2 separate regions of the Ovis aries genome follow, and region 1 is linked to region 2. Evidence: chromatin contacts called from public Hi-C data. All regions are on one chromosome and are shown on one strand. The core of a region is the stretch at or near the end of the contact, and the rest is flanking DNA. Distances in the headings are between cores, read along the strand shown. Region 1 holds the start of ARHGAP10 (Rho GTPase activating protein 10). Region 2 overlaps ARHGAP10 (Rho GTPase activating protein 10).

The links. Hi-C and Micro-C count contacts between places; a contact is called where the count stands out from the background.
Region 1: a contact with region 2 is called in a Hi-C map of muscle, with 4 times the contacts expected there. The contact joins the promoter of ARHGAP10 here to the enhancer-like site in region 2. A contact is called at or near these places in 2 of 16 Hi-C or Micro-C datasets (muscle and tail adipose tissue).

Annotation. Positions count from the first base shown.
Region 1 is chr17:10,533,039-10,538,138 of ARS-UI_Ramb_v3.0, forward strand. ARHGAP10 (Rho GTPase activating protein 10) reads right to left here and starts at 1,316. Exons shown (of 21, transcript XM_060400981.1): 1 at 960-1,316. The coding sequence starts at 1,113.
Region 2 is chr17:10,428,647-10,433,533 of ARS-UI_Ramb_v3.0, forward strand. The region is part of intron 3 of ARHGAP10 (Rho GTPase activating protein 10); the gene reads right to left. Among named protein-coding and RNA genes, the nearest start is that of TRNAG-GCC, 18 kb to the right of the region's middle. Within about 2 kb of position 3,360, at least 12 of the 54 cell types and tissues checked have an H3K27ac peak or open chromatin away from gene starts, as enhancers often do. A contact at or near this core is called in muscle and tail adipose tissue, where this site is marked.

The DNA.
Region 1 (5,100 bases), core at 66-2,565, 100 kb after region 2:
GGCACGCGGTGACATGGGATATTTTTCCCAGTCTGCTGCGTGGATAGGTCTTTTTAAGAGGGAAAAGCCAACACTCAACCGGTATCCTCAGGATGGGGTATAGGTTACATGTGTGCTCAGGAGGCCCGGCTCCTCACTCAAGCTAATTTTTTCCTATTTCCAGCTGCATCACCAACTCAGTGTTTCAGCATGCATTTCAGGCCACCTCCCTCCTAGACTCTTTTCAGACGCTATAAGCGGATACATCTCTTATTTTCCTGTGGCCACTTCTGAGTTGCTCAAAAGATAGAGACGAACAGGGTTGGAAGGCAGCAAGCTTGGCCGGGGTGGAATTCCCTATTTGCAGGCAGGGCTCGCTGGGGCTAGAGGGCAGGCTGTCTGCTCAGCCTCACAAGCTCCGATCTGTGAACCCTCCTCGGCGCAGCAGGAGGAAAGGAATTTTCACAACGCCAGGTGGACTTTCGGGTTTAGCATAGTAAGGCGCCTGGGACGAGACTGTCGCAGCGGATCCGAAAAAGACACAGAAAGGGTACGGCTTAAGGGACTTCTGACCAACTCAGCAGGTTTGCAAAGAATCCTCAGGCAAGTTCTTCTGAAGGATCACGAGACAAGACGTGAAACTGATGTGTTTCAGACGAGACAGAGCAGCTCTAGGGGGCAAGAGAACCTGCCTGCCGACGGGTCCGGCGGAGAACGCAGGCACCGAGGGCGCCCGGCCGGAGCTGCGGGTCTGGCGGGCAGCAAGCTTACGCGCATGGCTCCCGGCTCGGGCCGCCGCGCGGGGGCAGGGGCGGGAAAGGGACTCGCCCCGGCTGCCCGAGGAGCCGAGGAAGCACGACCGCGGGGCCTCGCGGGGCCGGATGAATCCCCTGACCCTCCGGCTGCCGGCCCCAGGCACGGGATGGTCGGTGTCCCTCTGGCAGAGGCTCCTGCTGGCCTCGCCCCGGGGCCCCGCTTACTTTTGGTCGCGGCGATGAGGTTCTTGCCGTCCTTGATGAGCTCTTTGATGAACTTGTTGGTCCTCTCCAGCTCCGCTTCGTGGGCACGGATCCTCTCCCGGAACCACGGGCTGTCGAGGTAGCAGTCGCTGAACTCCAGAGGCTGCAGCCCCATGACGGCGGCGCTCCGCGCGCACAGCCCGAGCCGGGCGCCGGGCCGAGGTGAGGGGCCGCAAGCGTAGCAAGCGCCGGAGAAGCTAGGAGCCCCGGGCGCGCGGCGAGCGCAGCGCGCACATGCCCCGCGGAGGGCAGCCGGGCCGCACGCAGCAGCACGGCAGCGGCGAGCGAGAGCGCGGCGCCGGGATCCCGGCAGCCCCCGCCGGAGCTCGGGCGCCGCGGCCCCGCCCCGCCCGGCCCCGCGCCGCACGCCCTCCCGGAGGCGCGCCCCGCCCGGGCCCGCGCGCGCCCCTGTCTCGTCCCTCCGCCTTCCTCCTTCCTCCTCTCCCTGCCTTCCCCGAACGTCTCTTCCTTCTTTTCCTTCTCTTCCCCACGCGCAGTGGCCCCTCCTCTTCCTTCCGAGGCTTCCTTGGTGTATAATTTCGCCCTGCGGCTCACCTCCAGCCCCAGGCGCGAGCGCCTCCCCTTTTCTTGGCTCCCCTCTTCGGAGTGACTCACCGTCGGCTCCCTGATGCGGGGGCACTTGACCGGGACCAGGAAGGGGTGTCTTCGGAGCATCTGTAATACTCCGCAGCCGGACGGCTCGACTCTGAGGTCTGGCTTGCTGGGGTAAAAGGTTTGACCTCTAGGTCTCATCCTCCCGGGACGGACCCTGAACTGTGAATGGACGCACACGCAGGGCTCTTTCCCCCCATTCTCGGCCCTCGACTAGAGTAAAATGCCTGTAAATCTACACCTTAGATAGAAAGCTTTTTAAGGGCAAGGAGCATTTTCTTGCGCGGCGGGCAGCTGCTCTTCCACTCTTCTGTGTAATCACACCGAACGACTTGCTGTAGGGGAGAGGGTGTCAGATCACGGTAGAGTCGTTTCTGCTGTAGTCAGCAGATTAAATTTGCCAGGGTAGATTGAGTCGATCTTTATTATACCACAAATGAGCACCTGAGAACAATTGCCAGGTTCTCTGTGGTTTTCACCAGATGGGCGTGACGATCGAATGAGAATCTGTCAGCGCACCCTGAAAAGGGGTACTTTTCAATGTGTCTTCAAACAATTCAGTGTGTCCTCACAATGTTAATAGGCATTCTGAATGACTGAAATCCTTACCTCAAAGAAACCGATTGTTCATTAGAGTAACTGTTCATAATAGCAGCTAACAGTTTATTAGGGGCCCCTGGTAGCTCAGTTGGTACAGAATCCACCTGCAATGCAGGGGACCCAGGTTCGATCCCTGGGTGGGGGAGAGCCCCTGAAGAAAGAAATGGCAACCCGCTCCAGTATTCTTGCCTGGAAAATCCCATAGACAGAGGAGCCTGACAGGCTACAGTCCATGGGGTCGCCAAGAGTCGGACACAATTTAGCGACTAAACAACAGTTTATTAAGCAATTATTATCTGCCAGGCACACACCAGGAACTCTGTATACATTTTTACAAGCTCGGGAACAACATATGTTTACATGTATAGGTTCACTTGTGATGTTAATATCACCAAGGGACTTCAAAGTGGTTCTTTAAAAGGTGCAGATTGCTAGCTGGGTAGTTGAGACTCTGAGCAGTTTGTTGTAGGAGTGTTACCCTCAGGAACTAGTTTTAAAAGCCTCCTACTCAATAAGCTCTTTTTGTTACAAAACAGCCTGCAAATGGCTAGCCCACAGATTAAACAGATAAACATTATTACTTTAATGTCCATCCTACAGAGAGTTCAAAATGTTTTACAAACAACTTTTACCCCTTGAAAATCCTGGTGCTGGCTACAATCTGCAGGGGAGCTGGAATCTACAGAAAAGAAAAGAGGCAAATAAAAAAGGGAAAGACAAGAACAGGAGGGATGTAAACAGTTGGCTGTTAACCAAACAACCAAACACTGACAGGCACCGGATCCTCTGGACAAAATCCTAAACCCTTCCTCATAAAAAGGGGCTGCTGACACCTCCCAGTTAACATCTGAGTCAGCAACTCCACTCCCTCGGCTTATAACCAAGAGAAATGAAAACATATGTCCTCGCAAATGCTTGTTCTTGGTAACAGTGTTCATAATAGGCAAAAAGTAGGCTCAACCCAAATGTCCACCAGCTGACGAGTGGATAAATCTGTATCTATACAAGGGAATGGACTTCCCTGGTGGCTCAGATGGTAAAGAATCTGCCTGCAAGGCAGGAGACCTGGGTTCCATCCCTGGGTGGGGAAGATCCCCTGGAGAAGGGAATGGCTACCCACTCTAGTATTCTTGCCTGGAAAATTCCATGGACAGAGGAGCCTGGTGGGCCACAGTCCATCGGGTCACAAAGAGACGGACTGAACGATTAACACTTTCACAAACACTTTGACATACAGTGAAATGGGCTTTCCAGGTGGCGCTAGTGGTAAAGAACTCTCTTGCCAATGCAGGAGGCTAAGAGACACAGATTCGATTCCTAGGTTGGGAAGATCCACTCCAGTATTGTTGATGGAGAAGCCCATGAACAGAGGAGCCTGGCGGGCTATGGCCCATGGGGTCGTAAAGGGTCAGACATGGCTGAAGCGACTCAGCAGGCATGCATGTACAATGGAATAATTCATCTATAATAAAAAGGAGTGATGTACTGAGGCATGCTACAACAGGATGAGCCTTGAAAACACCATGCTAAGTGAAAGAAGCCAGCCACAAAACACCACATGTAATATTATTCAATATGAAGTGTCGGGATATAAGTCGGGAGTGGGGTCAAGGTCTTATTGAAGGAGTCATTAAACAGTGAAGAGAAGAATCAGTAGGGGTTGGCTGCAAAATAGCAGATGGGAGCAGAGGAATCCAGGCAGGAAAGCAGCCTGTGCAAGCCCCTGGGTTGGGAGTCTGGTACATTCTGGAGACTGAAAGAGAAAATCAGGCATCAAGCTCAGTAAGTGAGAGAAACTAGCTGACGACGATGCTGGGTGCTGGAGGGTGAGCAGGGGTCAGACCTGGCAAAGTCTCACAGGCCATATACAGTGATGAAATTTCCACATACTGAGGTATGGGGGAGTCATACTGGCTTTTACATGAATTAACTCAAATTTTATGCTAAAACAGCCTGTCTGTGGCCTATCAAATGTACATTGTACATCTGCTTGAATTTTTAAAGAAAAGAGTGAACTGACCAGAAGTGAAGAATGTCCATGTTAAAAATAAAGATTCAGGAGACTCCCCTGGAGGTCCAGTGGTTAAGACTGTGCTTCCAACTGAAAGATGCAGGGGATGATTCCTGGTCGAGACACTAAGATCCAACATGCCTGGGCGGCACAGCAAAAAAAAAAAAAAATCAAGATTCAACACCTCCCTTTCTGGGACGCCTGTGCTGGTACTCCTTCGATGATAAGACGCCCTTCCCAGGCCAAGGCTATACTGACTCATCGAGTTGTGCTGATCTGGTTTGTTTCATTTTTCTTGAGACCTTGAAAGAATGTATCCCTGACTTATTTGATGTTCTTTGTTCTGACAAGACATAAAACTGCTGAACATCATGCTTCTTTGGAGCAGTTCCTCAGGGCTATCTGAGAGGCTGTCTTCTGGGCTGTACTCTTCAGTTTGGCTCAAATAAAACTCTTTTCTTTTCCTACTGTAGATCGTGTGTTGATTATTTTCATCACCAGTAGGATTTGGGATTATATCCTAATGCTATGGGGAGCCTATGAAGTTTTCAGCATGGTGGTAAAGTGATCTGGTTTGGGTTTCCTCTCCGGGTGCTATGTGGGGAATGGGAATCCAGAGGGAAGGCTTTTGGAGTGGTCTGGGCAGGAAATGGTAGAGCTGTCAGCCAAGTGACAGTGGAGACAGAGAGCAGTAGATCAAAATGTATTTTAGAGGGAGATTCCGAGACTTCATAGGGCTTCCCAGGTGGTGCTTGTGGTAAAGACTCGCCTGCCAATGCACCAGACCTTAGAGACTCAGGGTCAGGAAGATCCCCTGGGGGAGGGCATGACAACCCACTCCAGTGTTCTTGCCCGGAGAAGCCCATGGACAGAGGAGCC
Region 2 (4,887 bases), core at 2,110-4,609:
TGCAGGCGGATTCTTAACCGTCGGAGCCACCAGGGAGCCCAAGTCAAATCATTCCACCTCTTCCAGTTCCTGTTCCTCTCCTTTTTTGGAATGATGGGATTACACCCAAGCTTCCCCTAAGCTCTCCCTCGTCTCTGTTTTAGGAGCCAAAGCCATACTGCTCAAGTGCTACACAACAGGACCTGAATGAAAGTCTTTGCCTCAGGAAACTGTGGCCGCAGCTGAACGGATTCCCACTAATGTGGATGAGACGGCTGACTGAGCAGGCCGGTGACATTCTGGTCCTGCTGGGGGAGAATGTGTGTAGTGAGTGTGTGTGTCTGTGTGTGTGTCTGTGGGAGGCGGGGGCAGGTGGAAGGGTCAAGGCCTGCTTTTTACTCCTTCACGTCAGTACTAACTGGTTCATCCCAAGAGCTGGCTGATTCCTCCGAAGCAGAGGAGAAGCCCAAACAGCTGAAATTCAGGAACCGCAAGTTTCAAGGGAAGTAGTATCTGACGATGACAGGGCTGCAAGGCCACGGATGACCCTGAGTCACCAGCACTGAGAACACTGAGTCAGGAGGCCAGGCCTCACGCGAGAGGGCCAGGGAGGAGCCCAGGCCACCCACCGGGGATGTCCACACACAAGTCGCAGTGGTGGTATCAGAATGGTTCAAGCGCATTACATTTATTGTACACTTTGTTTCTGCTTTGATTGTGATATCAGTTCCACCTCAGATCAGCAGCATTAGATCCGGAAGTTGGGGACCCCAGCTCTATAGGATTCTAGGTCAGAAAAAAATCCAACTCTCAAAAGGTGCATTCCTGAAGAACAAGGTTCACCATGACATCTGCATGTGGCTGAATTATAGTGGATTTCCCAGAAAAACAGTGTTGTCAAGTTGTAAAGGTCAGTTATGAGAAAAATTCTTCATAAATATAGATCACTGACAGTTTTTACACTGAACTGAGAAAAGTTTTCATAAATAAGTTGAAGGTGGATTCTTTCCCACCTGAATTGCGCCTGCCAAGGGATTCATTTATCTGTAACAGAACTAATTAAATTAGGTTTGATATACTGTATAAAATATAAATAGATGACATGAAAGGCAGTATTTCTAATGGCATGTAATGTCTTTACAGGAATTCGGAAGCAATTACTAAACACAAACTAAAGAACACTGTAAATTCCTAGCAGCAGAGGGACTTTCCTGGTGGTCCAGTGGTTAAGAATCCACCTTGCACTACAGGAGACTTGAGTTAGATCCCTGCTCAGGGAGCTAGATCCCACATGCCGAGGGGCAACCAAGCCCCTGCACCACAACTACGAGGCCCACGTGCCTCAACAGGAGATTCCACAAGACGCAACAGAGATCTCGCGTGCTGCAACTGACCTGATGCAAATACATAAATATGTAAAATTTCTAACAGCAGAAATCCGTTCCATTAAAGCAAACTAGATATAGTCCAAAATACTTTGGAAATGACACGTTAAAACTTAGGGTCATAAAGGCTACTGTAACCTCCTGAGAGGCACAAAGTCACCAAAAAGCAATTCACAGTGGCTCCAGCTTTCAGACTGTGGTGCTGGAGAAGACTCTGGAGAGTCCCATGGACAGCAAGGAGATCAAACCAGTTAATCATAAAGGAAATCAGCCCTAAATATTCATTGGAAGGGCTGATGCTGAAACTCCAATACTTTGGCCACCTGATATGAAGAGCCGACTCACTGGAAAACACCCTGATGCAGGGAAAGATCAAAGACAAGAGGAGAAGGGGGTGACAAAGATTGAGATGGTTGGATGGCACCACCGACTCAGTGGACATACGTCTGAGCAAGCTGCAGGAGATAGTGAAGGGCAGGGAAGCCTGGCTTGCTGCAGTTCACAGGGTCACAAAGACTGGGACACAACTGAGAGACTCAACAACAGCAGAAACTTTCAGACAGATCCAGCCCCAAGACTAAGAAGGCCAGTGGAGATTTCTCGAGCACCCCAGGCCAGTGGTGCAGAGGTAGAAATGCCGCACAACAACCTTGGAGGGGTTATTAGAACACAGCCTGCCATGCCCCACCCCAGAGTTCCTGATTCAGTAGGTCTGGAGAGGCGCCGAGAAGTCTGCATTTCCAGCAAGTTCCCAGTTCCACCACTGGTCCAGGGACCCCGCCTGGAAAAGCACCACCTAAAGTGGTAGTAAAGATCGAATGTCATGGAAATTTCTCCCAGTGGTAAACGATACTTAGTTCACATTAACACGCATGGGCTTCACTAGTGGTTCAATCAGTAAAGAGTCTGCCTGCAACACGGAAGACCCAGGTTTGATTCCTGGCTCAGGATGATCTCCTGGAGAAGGAAATGGCAAGCCACTCTAGTATTCTTGCCGGGAAAATTCCATGGACAGAGGAGCCTGACAGGCTGCAGCCCGTGGGGTCACAGAGAGTCAGACACGACTGAGAGACCAACACACACACAACCCACATATATTGTTTTAATAACACCATGAAGCATTTTTGAAACTTTAAAATTGTCATAGAAAGTTTGAAACAAAAATCAGGGTCAAAACCCCCAAAAGATACAGAAATCACATAAGCAAATGCTTCCAGAAGATCCTTGAGACAATATAAGAATGATGAGAAAGCAGTGAAGCATGTCAGAATGAGTTGAGGAAACACCCATCGTGCCTTGCCTGGAAGCATCCAAACTGCTGGGTTAGATAAAAAGTCCACTGGGTCTGTAAGAGTGTACAGAAAAACCCAAACTAACTTTTTGGCCAACCCAATATTAACTAAAGTCTTCAGGACTCAACCTAGTGCTTTCTTTATCAGGACATAAGCTCAGGGTCCATCACCCAGCAAGTGTTTCCTGGCCCAGTGTGTTCACAAAAGTAAAATCCGTGGTGGGGAAAAACATGCCGAAGAAAAAACAGAAAGGAAGAGGTCTCAAAAGCCTGAAGATTCTGTGCACACACAGACAGCTCAAGAGGGAGAAGGTGCAACTGAGGGACAAGATGCCCGCCTACGTCTGGACACCATTGGGCAAGCTCTCGCTTCTCTCTGCAGACACACCCGCCTCCCCCAAGCTTCCCTGCACCTCTGGGCCTCGTGCAACTGCCCTGATGTACCAGAACTCCCAGATACTCAGCATCACTGAAAAATCCCCGATTTACAGCAATGGACAAAAATTAAAAAGGCAGGATGACAGGACTCACATGGAGAAGTAAATACAACATGAAGGGCTTTCAAAAGATCATCATCAACACAACAGCACTATTTTAAACGTCCCTAAATTCCTGGCCAGCTGCCCACTGCAGATAAGTACGGCATGTCCTGCCCCGCCAGGGAGAGCATGTCCGGAATTCTGGCAGGGGAACACCACACAGGACTTCTCTCAGGGGATATGTACGGAAGTGACACAGGCATCCCGTGGACTTGGCTCTCCACCTCAACAGTTGGCAACGTGATCAGGAAAAAACTACTCACTTGGAAACACTGTCCTGAAAGAGGGCAATATTGGCCTTTTCAAGGACATGGCACATCCGTTCATAGAAATTTGACTTTCACGCATGGAGGGAACCACTGACTTCCTAGACTGGCATTCTCTACACTTTCTAACACTTCATTTTAACAGCTACAGAGCCGGACACCATTGGTGGGGGGAGGATATACAAACACAGCTTCCCTCTTCCCCACATTCAATCCACTTTCCCTTAAGGAAGAAACTGAGGATTTCCCTGGTGGTCCAGTGGCTAATACTCTGCGCTCCCAATGCAGGGCGCCCAGGTTCAATCCTTGGTCAGGGAACTAGATCCCACATGCAGCAACTAAAGATCCTGTATACCACAACTGAGACCCAGTGCAGCCAAATAAGTAAATGTTAAAAAAAAAGAAACGAAACGAAACTGGGGCTTCATTTCCATCTTTCATTCCCATGCTAACTCCAATATATCAACTCAGATAAGAAACAACGTCTCTAAAGTGCCTTCCCTGAATTCCCCAATAACTTTCCACAATGCACACATTAGGCAATCTCCCCAGTGCAGCACTAACCACTCAAGGCTCAGAACTACGCCTTTGTCTTGATGGCCCTTGACACGGAGTGTTTGCCGAACTACATACATGTATCCAGCCCACTGAGGCATACATGAGGCGTGTAATCACACACACCTGGAGCCTCAAAACAGAGAAGCATGTGTTCCTGATGGCTGAGCGTCCAGGCTCATGTCTTTATCCCTTAAAGCCTGGAAACATATTTTAACATTTATTTAGGAGATGGAAAGCTTCTTTAAAAATATGTGGTACCAGTCTTTGCCTTCTAAAACACAGATTATATTAATGACTTAATTGTAAATATATAAGTATTATGCTGTACCATCATTTAATTTAGGACTTCAGGAAATACTCATCACTGTTTTAAAAACTGAAGTACAATTGGTTTATGCTGTTAATTTCTGCTGAACAGAAAAGTAATTCAGTTATATATACATATTCTTTTTCATATTCTTTCCCATTATGGTTTATCTCAGGATACTGAATATAGTTCCTGTGCTACAGAGTAGGATCTTGTTGTTTAAGCAGTCTATATGTAAGAGTTTGCATCTGCTAATCCCAAACTCCCAGCCTATCCCTCCCCCCACTCCCCTCAGCCACAACAAGCCTGATGTCCACGAGTCTGCTTCTGTTTCACACACTGGTTCATTTGTGCCCTGTTTTAGATTTCACACATCAGTGACATCATACGGTATTTGTCTCTTTCTGACTTACTTCACTTAGCATGATACCCTCTATTTCCATCCATGTTGCCACAAACGGCATTATTTTGTTCTTCTTTATGGCTGAGTTATATTCCAGTGTATGGAGGCGGGGGGGTCTACACACCACATCTTCTTTATCCATTTATCCATCAGTGGACA